Regions from separate parts of the Mus musculus genome. Here region 1 is linked to region 2. The links are chromatin contacts, called in public Hi-C maps. All regions are on one chromosome and are shown on one strand. Each heading gives the region's core, a stretch centred on a gene start, on an enhancer-like site or on the middle of the called end of the contact. The rest is flanking DNA. Distances are from core to core; before and after follow the strand shown. Region 1 overlaps Trim8 (tripartite motif-containing 8). Region 2 holds the start of Elovl3 (elongation of very long chain fatty acids (FEN1/Elo2, SUR4/Elo3, yeast)-like 3).

Region 1 (5,160 bases), core at 1,239-3,738, 390 kb after region 2:
TGGGCAGTGTGATCACTGGTGGAGAAAAGAGTGACCTAGAGATTGTGGAGGGTTTTCTTTGTTTTAGTTTTCAATTTTTTTTTTTTAAACCAAGAGTGATTTCTATAGACCCTCTTTCTAGCCGGAAGTTCAAGGCCACATCTCAAGCAGCCTTTGGCATCTTCAAACCCAAGTGGAATCTTTCAAAGCCAGGAGCCCCGTGTCCAAGAAAAGCTGAGAAAAAAAAAAAAAAAAAAAAGGAGAAAAAAAAAAAAGGAACTTTGCCAATGATAGTGACCACAGCGAAAGCAAATAATAATAATATTAATAATAATAAAGAGAAATAAAAGAAATAATGAATAAAAACAAGAGCACAGCCCTTGTGGAGGTCAGTGGGGGAGGGGCTGCCTTAGCTCTCAGTCCTTCCCTGGATCTTGGTAGAGCACCTTCCTACAGGGAGCACTTTATCTGAATCATGGACTTCCTGTCTAGAGCACACACTGAAATCCAGTCTTCTAAATAAGCATGGCGCAGTCTTGCCCTGGCCTTGCCTCTCACCCCACTGGCCCTCTCAGGCCTAGAACCTTTTGACGGTGGTCTGCACAGGGCTCTCTAAGTCTGCTGCCTCCACTCTCCTGTCTTGATTTCTGTCCTCCTGGGTCTAGACACAATCCCAGACCTGTAAATATCACTTCTCAGACACCAGCTACATCTGTCCTTCACCTTTGGTTTATTGAATAAATCCTTGCTGAAGGCCTTCCAAACCTGGCCCAATGGGACACAGGCCCCTGGCATCTCTGTGAGGTCCTGCCAGTGTGCACGTGCTATATGCTAGGTGCTATACAGGACTGCAGACTCAGAGACAAAACAGACCCTATTCTGGGGAGAGGGGCCACTGGGCTCCTTCCTTTAATGACTTGGGACTTTGGCCCTGGAAGGGATAGAAGGGGTAATAGGATTAGAAGGGGAAGGAGGGCTAGATCTGAAAACCCAGGAGTTTGAATTCCTAAATCCAGTGGTGGTTATGGATCCTGGGGTTTGAGAAGGGCTGTCTAAATACATGGCCTCCTTGAGGAGTGCTGGAACACACCCACCTTCCTGCACTGAACTAGAGATTCCTTTAAACCCTTCTGAGCACTGGGATTGCTGGCTGGCTCTCAATTCTGGAAGGTCCTCTTCTCTGCTAGCTGGTTAGTTGACTGGTTGCTTTTTAAGCCAGGGTTTCTATGTAGCCTTGCCTGACCTGGAACTCACTGTAAACCAGGCTAGCCTGGAACTCAGACCCACCTGCCTCTGCCTCCAGGGTGCTGGGATTGGAGCAAGCCACCACCTGTGTCTCAGCTTCCTGTTTTGCATGCACCCCTTAAAGTGAGCTTGTACCGTTTTCCCAGACCAGAAGGAGGCAAACCTTCTCAGGTACATAGTTCTTTCTCTCCTTTTTCCTCCTGTTTTCTGTGGAATCGGCAAACCTGGTACAATGTGGGCAGGGAGCCTTAATGGAAGCCCCTTGTGAGCTGCCTAGGCCTCGGTGACTTCCGGTCACTGCACCTCAGAAAAACAGAAGTCCCAGGTAGGAAAGTAAAGATGTGTCACACACACACACCCCAGGCTGTTCAAAAGAAGGGGTGTTTCTTTTGAAGTTTAGAAGTTTGCAGCATGACCTCCCCACCCTAGGCTGGCTACAGGCCAGAGCTAGGAGTTAGGACAAGCTGCCCAGGTTCCTGCACCTGTTTGGGGCCCAGGGGAGGGGACAGATGTCTGAGACAGGTGGATACTGGTGGGCAGATAGACCCTCTTACTATATCGCCTCCTCTCACTGTCTAGTTTGTCAGGAGCCCTGGTACATCCTCCATGCCAAGAGCTGAAAGCCAAGATGCAAAACTGCCTAATTTCTCTCCCACTTGGTCCAATTTGTTTTGGCTAGCGGGAGGGGCCCCTTTCTCCAGGTGCACTAACCAGGTCGAGGCATGGAGAGACACTGTGGAAGATAAGTTAGGCTGGAGCCCCACCCTCAGCCTCCTTTGAAGCCCACCCCAATGATCACACAGCTGTAGGCCCAGATCCTGTTTGGGCAGCGGAGAAACCGGGAAAAACTCCATCCAGCTGTCCCTAGCTACCCAGCTGTCCTGGCTTCGTAGAAGCAGCTGTCACCCACCTCCTAGCAGAGTGAGGGGCAGAGGCCCAGAAAAGGCTTAAGTGCCGCCCTCCCGCTCACCCCCAACTCCACCCCACCCTCCCCCCCCCCCCCCCCGAGGCCCGGCCCGCTTAGGGAAGCAGGGAGGAACTTTTCCTATGGTTCTCTGGAGGGGCAGGCCTTGTACCACACAGGTGCACTGTCCTCTAGGCAGGCTCCTGTGCCCCTCATCCTCACTCCTTCTTGGAGGCCACCATGCCTTCCCCTTCCAGGAAGTGCTGGGAGGCGACAGACTTTTCCCCACCACCCCACAGACAGGGCCGGCAGCTCCTGTGGCCCAGATGCGCACAGAGCCCGCGAGGAGGCCACCCGGCGGGGTGGTGGGAGGGGGGCGGTTTCCTCCACTACCCTGGCCTGTCGAGCTCTTTTATGTCACAGCCCTCCCCCGACCCAGGCAAAGCCAGCAGCTGGGCAGGCTCCCGCCCCCTCTCGCAGCCTCTCCCAGCTGTCTTTGGGGTGGGGCTGGGCAGCTGGAGAACAGCTGCAGGGCAGGGGGGGGGGGTCGGCCCTGCAACTGCCGGAAGCATCTCTACGCCTAAGAAGAAGATGGACTGAGGGCAAGAAGGGCTGGAGACAGTTGGCTCTTCCACCCCTTGTCCCAGGGTATTTGACTCCCCCAGACCCCAGATTTTTTTAATACAAAACACAAAACCTCTCCTCACTCTGAATGATACCTAGGGGCCCAGGACACCATGGGAAGGGCCATTTGAGCAACGTCAGCATTTTCCCTACACAGAGACCCCTGACCTTTCAGCTTCAGTTCTGAAGTCCTCCCAAGCCCTGTTCACACCCTCCCACTCAGAGCCTAGTCATCAAACCGGATCTCAGTCACCTTCATCTTCTCCCTATGTGGGAACCATTGGTTAGCAACTTCAGGAGGGTACCTAGCACGTGGGAGATTCCCTACCAGACCTCTGCATCCAGTAAATTCTGGGGGGGGGGGGGGAGGGTTAGCAGGAAAAGAACTGTTGAGACTCTCTCGCCTTTATCAGTAAAGGTTACCAGGAATGCAAAGTGCAAGGAGGTAGACTCCATATACCCAGGGGCTCTTGGTTACAGTCCTGGGATGGTGCTCCTGCCTTCATAGCTGGTCTGGTGGAACTTGCAGCACATGAGGATCAAGCAGGGTCAGCCAAACAGGACAAAACAATAAAGAAGGAGGGGGCTGGGTGCTGGCTCAGGCCTTTAGCCCCAGCAGGGGAGGCAGAGGCAAGCATATCTGTGAGTTCAGTTCGAGGCCAGCCCCTGATCTGCAAAGTGAGTTCCAGGATAACCAGAGCTGAAGAGAAAAACCCTGCCTCAGACAGACAGACAGACAGACAGACAGACAGACAGACAGGAGGGCCACCAGGCTAAGGAGGAGAGACCCTAAAATCCTGACACTGACTTTGGAATAGTCTTTCCCTTTTCTTTCCTTTTTTTATGCCATTTCACTCTTATTTTATTTTATTTTATTTTATTTTATTTTTGAGGCAGGGTTTCTCTGTGTAAATCTGGCTGCCCAGGAACTCTCTCTGTAGGTCAGGCTAGGCTCAAATTCAGGGCTCCTCCTGCTGGAGTGGCCCACCATACCCAGCTTTTGTTTTGTTTGAAACAAAGTCTCTGAGGCTCTGGCCTGGAATTCACTATGTGGATCAGATTGGTGAAGGTTTTCCAACCTCTGCTAACAGGTTCTGGTGCTAGGGTTGCTGGTGGATGTCATTATGCCCAACTCTTTCTCTTTTGAGAGACAGGGTCTCACTATGTACAATCCAGGCTGTCCATAAACTCACAGTATCTCTTGCCACAGCTTGCCAGATACTGACAGGACAGGTATCCATGACCTCACAGGGCTGGAGCCAGCTCCTTAAAGTTAAGAGGGTAAGCTGCCCCCTGTGCCTTCTACTCTGAACAGAAATGTCAAGGTAAAGGCCTTGAATCCAGGCTCTTTAAAGAGCCGTCGTTCTAGAATTTTTTTGGAGGCAAGGGGCAATGGGGAACACACCAGGAAGTACTGTAGAGTAGAGGCAGTTGAGGTTGAAAGGTGAGAAGGGAGGAGAGCAAGCCAGAGAGGCCTGGCCTGAGAGAGAGCAGACAGCACTCACATCTTCCTTATGTTTTTCTCTCTCTTTTCCACCTGCTCCCCAAAGCCTTCTCCTTCAGGGCAGGATGAATTCCACCACACGGAATCCTAAACACTGTAAGATCACAGCAAGATGGGTTCCAGTAGTCTTGAGGAACTCACCCTGGCAGATGGCTGGCAACCGTCTTCCATGTGGAAGACATCTATCTCTCCCACAGTGAAAATACACATCTGGTGACTGGACCCACCCAAGAAGGCCCAGGGCTGCTTCTGGCCATACAGTGGACTGTGGACTTACCTCAGAGTTCTGCACTGAGGGCCTTTGCCTATCCCCTCCACAGGAGACCAGTTTTCTTTAATTGCTGTGTGCTTAATTTCTCTCAACTGCAGCAAACTCGGCTATTTATGACTTCTCGAGTTAGATCTTCAGTAATTGGGTCTTCCTTGAAAAGGAACCCATCTGCTCTGTGCCCCGAGTTACTTTTCATTATTTACATTGAGGTAACACAGGGGTGGTATGTGGGATGATGTGTCGTTTATAGAATGGAGGTGAGGGGTGACAGGCACCATCTCACATCACATGTCAGAACTAGAATAAGGGGACAGTTTGTGAAGGGCCTTGTGTTAAGAGTGATGTGGAAACCGGGCGGTGGTGGCGCATGCCTTTAATCCCAGCACTCAGGAGGCAGAGGCAGGCAGATTTCTGAGTTCAAGGCCAGCCTGGTCTACAGAGTGAGTTCCAGGACAGCCAGGGCTACACAGAGAAACCCTGTCTCAAAAAACCAAAAAAAAAAAAAAAAAAAAGTCATGTGGATTTCTGGTCTACCTAGGGGAACAAAATGGCGGGGAGTCATGTGACATATGGATGTCCTGTTTGTCAGTTGGATGTTGGTATCAAACACTGTCCATATGCGTCCCTGCTGCA
Region 2 (4,845 bases), core at 2,258-4,757:
TCTCCTTCCACCTTGTGGATCCCAGAGATCAAACTGAGGTCACCAGGTTTGGCAGCAAGCTCCTTCACCTTTGCTGAGTAACCTTGCTGGCTCATGTTGTGTTGTAAATGGTCATTGTCTCAATTGTTCATTCATCCATCTAACATTAGTCCTCGCTAATGACTTTTGAGAATCAGGCTATCAATGAAGCAATTAGGACTTACTAAAGGTGATGGGTAAGAAAGCAACAGGACCCAACTTAGAATTCTGATAGAACTGTCTTCTGCAGTTGGACAGAGATTGTCTAGGAATGTCTAGGGTTGAGGCTTATGGACCTGGTGAACAGACAGGTTTGGGAACAATTTTTTTTTTCTGGTTCCAGGACAAGAAAGAAAGAAGTGTACTGTATTAAGTAAGGCTACCAGCTAATGTGACCTCAATGGTAGAGTGACTGTAGTAACCAGGTGAGAGGTGATAAAATAGAGACAGGTGTAGAGGTGCTTCACTTAGATGGAAGAGGCTGAGCTCCCCAGCTCCCCCCCCTCCCCCCCCGCACCCCCCCCTTCCTAAGATAGCACTGAGAGTGGAGGCTGGATCTTGTATAGGTCTTCTGGTTTTAGAGACTTTGGGCTTTACTTTCTATAATTACACTTTTTTATATATGTATCTATGTATACATCTATATTATCTATCTGTGTATCTTTCTAAGTATGTATCTATGTATGTATCTATATTATCTATCTGTGTATCTTTCTAAGTATTATGTATCTATGTATGTATCTATATTATCTATCTGTGTATCTTTTTAAGTATCTATGTATCTAGCTATGTATCTATGTATCTATGTATCTATGTATCTATCTATGTATCTATGTATCTATGTATCTATGTATCTATGTATGTATGTATGTATGTATCTATGTATCTATGTATCTATGTATCTATGTATCTATGTATCTATGTATCTATCTATCTATCTATCTATCTATCTATCTATCTATCTATCTATCTATTGTGTATGCATGACACATGCATACTTTGATGTGTGTGTAGAACTCAGGAGATGACTTTTGGGATATGAGTCTCTCCTTTCACTGTAGACTCTAGGGATTGAATTCAGGCTGTCAGGATTTCCCAGCCAAACTTTTGCCAGTGAACCATCTCACCTGTCTCCATAGTCTCGTACACATATATTTCCTTTTTTTTTTTTTTTCTGAGATAGGTCTAACATAGCCCAGGATGGCCTCATACTGATGTAGCCAAGGATGACCCTGAACTCCAGACTCTTCTTTCTCTTGCTGGTATTCCAGGTGCACATGGCTGACTTATGCATATATTTATTTTTAATTATTATTTATTTTATGTGTATGGGTGCTTTGCCTGAATGTATGTCTGCGTAGTGCCCGTAGAGGCTAGAGGAGGGCATCAGATCCCTTGGGACTAGAGTTATAGACAATTATGAGCTGCCATGTGGGTACTGGGAACGGAACTCAGGTCCTTTGGAAGAGCAGCCAGTGCTCTTAATCCAGCCCTAAATATTTAATTTTTAAAAACTGTTTTGGGGGCTGGTGTCATGGTTTAGTGGTTAAGAATGCTTTCAGAGGGGGGCTGGAGCGATGGCTCAGCAGTTAAGAGCACTGACTGCTCTTCCGAAGGTCCAGAGTTCAAATCCCAGCAACCACATGGTGGCTCACAACCATCCGTAATGAGATCTGATTCCCTTTTCTGGAGTGTCTGAAGACAGCTACAGTGTACTTACATATAATCAATAAATAAATCTTAAAAAAAAAGAATATCAAAACTGCTGTTTTTCTAATTTGTGTGTGTGTGTTGTGTATATATTTGTGTGTGTGTATGTGGTGTGTGTATGTGTGTGTGAGTATGAGGTGTGTCTCAGTGTGTGTGTCTCAGTGTGTATATATGTGTGTGGTGTGTATATGTGCGTACTATGTAGTGTGTATGTCTTTGTGTGTCTGTACATGTGTGTATATGTGCATGCATGTGGTATGCTTATGTGTGTGGTGTGTGTGTATATGTGTATATATATGTGTGTGTCTGTATGTGTGTGCATATGTGTGTATGTGTGTGCATGTGTGTGTGGCATGTGTGTCTGTATGTGATTCTGTGTGTACATGTGTGTGTATGTGGTAGTGTGTCTGTGTGTGTATGTGGTGTGTGTGCCTGTATTTGTGTCTCCATGTATGTGTGTGTGTATGTGTGTGGTGTGTCTGTAGGAATTATTTCTTTGAGACACTCAGTCTTTCAGTGAACCCAGGGTTTGTGATTTTCCCCTAGGCTGGCAGCCTGGAAGCCCCAACAGTCTTGTCTCTGTTCCCACATACAGTGGGCAGGACAGGGTGCAGGCTGGTTATGGGGTGTTAGGTTCTGCACTCGGGTCCTAATGCTTACACGAGTGCTCATAGTCACTGAGTCAGCTCTTCACCACCTCAAATAGTTCTTAGTTTTCTTTGCACTTGTTCTATAGATCCCCATCTCCTCTCAACTGTTTTCAAGCCTTCTGGTTTTCCTTCACTTTCTTAAAGCCAAGAAAGAAACAAGGGACAGCCAGGTAAAGGCTTCCCAGTTTCTAAGTATTTTTTGTTCACTGGGACTAGATGCCTTGGTGAAGGAGCAGATTCAATTGGATACGTTCAGACTGGGAAGGGGAACTGTAAGCCTAAGGAAGTTCACTGGGTCACCACCTACTTTAAACCCTTCCAGGCTTCTCCTGCACCTGAGGACAAGGAGCCCAGAGGGTGACCCCATTTTTCTCTCCAACATTTTTACTGGGCGTCAGACGAGACAGTTCCGGAAACTATAAAGAAACTGTAACAGCCTGAATTGCCGCCTCCTCAAATATTAACAACAACAACCCAACAGTAAAATTCATTACATCCATTCCCCTCCTCCTACAAGCACAGATCCAAAGACAGAAGTGGTCAGAGCCGTCTTCCTTATGGTCCAGCTTGGTCTTCCTTATTCCAGCCTGGGTTTCCCAAGGAAACTGTCGACCCCATATCTGGAAGTGTGCACCAGAAGCCAAGAGTCCCTCCGCTTGCTCGTCAGGGCCAAGTAGGTGAAGATTAACGCAAAAGGAGGCAGAGGCTACAGGTGACTGTGTCAGAGGTAGACTGGTCTGCCTGGGTACTCGGTGAAATCAAGGATTGGGGCGCGGGGGGGGGGGAGGGGGGAGGGGGTGTGCTTATGAGTCAACCTAGAGCAGCTGGTGGAATTTAGAAAGAAAGAAAGAAAGAAAGAAAGAAAGAAAGAAAGAAAGAAAGAAAGAAAGAAAGAGAAAGAAAGGAAGGAAGGAGGCGGGTGGGGGGAACGGATTTGGGGCAAACTTGGTTCTTAGGGGAGGTGCCCCTGAGACTGATCAGTCAGAGAGGAGGAGGTCCAGGGGCGGGACAGAGATGTCCCTTGGCTAAGATTGGATAACTGCTGAGGGCGGGAGCTGGCCTTGCACCGCCTGGGTTCCCAGTTTAGTAATTGGGGATATATATACGGCAGGCACGGTCACTGCAGCGCGAGCGGGCTGGTTAGCAGCGCACGTGCCAGGCTCCGGGGCCCTTCTGCTTATACACAATTTCTTTCTGTCCTGGGTTTCTTCGTCCCTGAGACCCACTCCATCTTCTACTTCTTTGGCTCTCGCCCAGCTCCCTACCCCAAGCTCTGTAACTCGTCGTCTGCAAAATCGAAATGGACACATCCATGAATTTCTCACGCGGGTTAAAAATGGACCTGATGCAACCCTATGACTTCGAGACGTTTCAGGACTTAAGGCCCTTTTTGGAGGAGTACTGGTGAGACCTGGTGATGGGGAAGGACCAACTGCTTTGAGGGAAATGGAGACAGGGAATGAATGCCTGTAAAGTCTCCGACGACGCGCCCGCCCCGGTACTAGCTCCGATTCCCCTGCCCCGCCCCCTCTTTTAAGATACCCCTTTAAGAGATTAGCTCTAGAAGAAAGGGCTCAGAAATGAGAAGTTGGAGAGAGGGATGTGGGAGGAGACAAAAACAAAGGGAAAAAATGGGAACTATAGCTGAGGAGAGATTGACCGGAATGAAGCGGTTTTTTTAGTTGACTCTCAGAGAGAGACAGAGAGGCACACACAGACACAGACACACAGACACATACACAGACACACACACACACACACACACACACACACAGAGAGAGAGAGAGAGAGAGAGAGAGAGAGAGAGAGAGAGAGAGAGAGAGAGAGCCCGAGAGCCCAAGCGAGCCTTCCTGTGTGGGCACCTAGGATTAGCGTGTCCCACACACAATTATCATGTTCCCTTAGTGTGTCATCTTCTCTGATGTCAAGATAACACAAAAATGGGAACCCTGTCAAAGCTTTCCTGAGGCTTTCTGTCTTAGCCCTAAATCGTCCCAGACGTGTTTGGTGGGGTGACTTTGTTGTTCAATCTCGTCTTGCCATAAGTCAGTCAGATGTTGCTACACTATCTTACACCACAGGTTTGGACAGAGTAGTTCTTGGCTGGGGGCAGACAACTGTCACCTTCATTGAGACCTCATTGACAAAGTCATAATTACAGAAATCTCAAATGTGCCCTGTGCTAGGTACTTTAGATCTGTGAATACTGCCAAGGCACCCCACTACCCCATAAAGATAAGGAAACCAAAGCATCATACTGCTGAAGCTCTAGTATAAAGGAGCCCCTTTGGGAGATGAGCGGGCATTCTTTTAAGCAACGCCCACTGTGAATCCATCTGTTTTCTGCCCTCCAGGGTAAGCTCATTTCTCATAGTGGTCGTCTATCTGTTGCTCATCGTTGTTGGCCAGACCTACATGAGAACGCGGAAGAGCTTCAGCTTGCAGAGGCCTCTCATCCTCTGGTCCT

The links. Hi-C and Micro-C count contacts between places; a contact is called where the count stands out from the background.
Region 1: a Hi-C map of regulatory T cells shows a contact between it and region 2, with 2.5 times the contacts expected there. The contact joins the enhancer-like site here to the promoter of Elovl3 in region 2. A contact is called at or near these places in 2 of 39 promoter capture datasets (liver and stem cell-derived epiblast-like cells), 3 of 484 Hi-C or Micro-C datasets (the N1E-115 cell line, embryonic stem cells and regulatory T cells), 5 of 115 datasets of contacts at active chromatin or transcription factors (the SCID.adh cell line, bone marrow-derived dendritic cells, embryonic stem cells and 1 more) and 1 of 9 other capture datasets (embryonic stem cells).

What each region holds. Positions count from the first base shown.
Region 1 is chr19:46,516,108-46,521,267 of GRCm38.p6, forward strand. Trim8 (tripartite motif-containing 8) reads left to right here. Exons shown (of 6, transcript NM_053100.2): 6 at 1-348. Among named protein-coding and RNA genes, the nearest start is that of Trim8, 17 kb to the left of the region's middle. Within about 2 kb of position 2,489, at least 161 of the 459 cell types and tissues checked have an H3K27ac peak or open chromatin away from gene starts, as enhancers often do. A contact at or near this core is called in the N1E-115 cell line, the SCID.adh cell line and regulatory T cells, where this site is marked.
Region 2 is chr19:46,128,392-46,133,236 of GRCm38.p6, forward strand. Elovl3 (elongation of very long chain fatty acids (FEN1/Elo2, SUR4/Elo3, yeast)-like 3) reads left to right here and starts at 3,508. Exons shown (of 4, transcript NM_007703.2): 1 at 3,508-3,782; 2 at 4,733-4,845. The coding sequence starts at 3,679.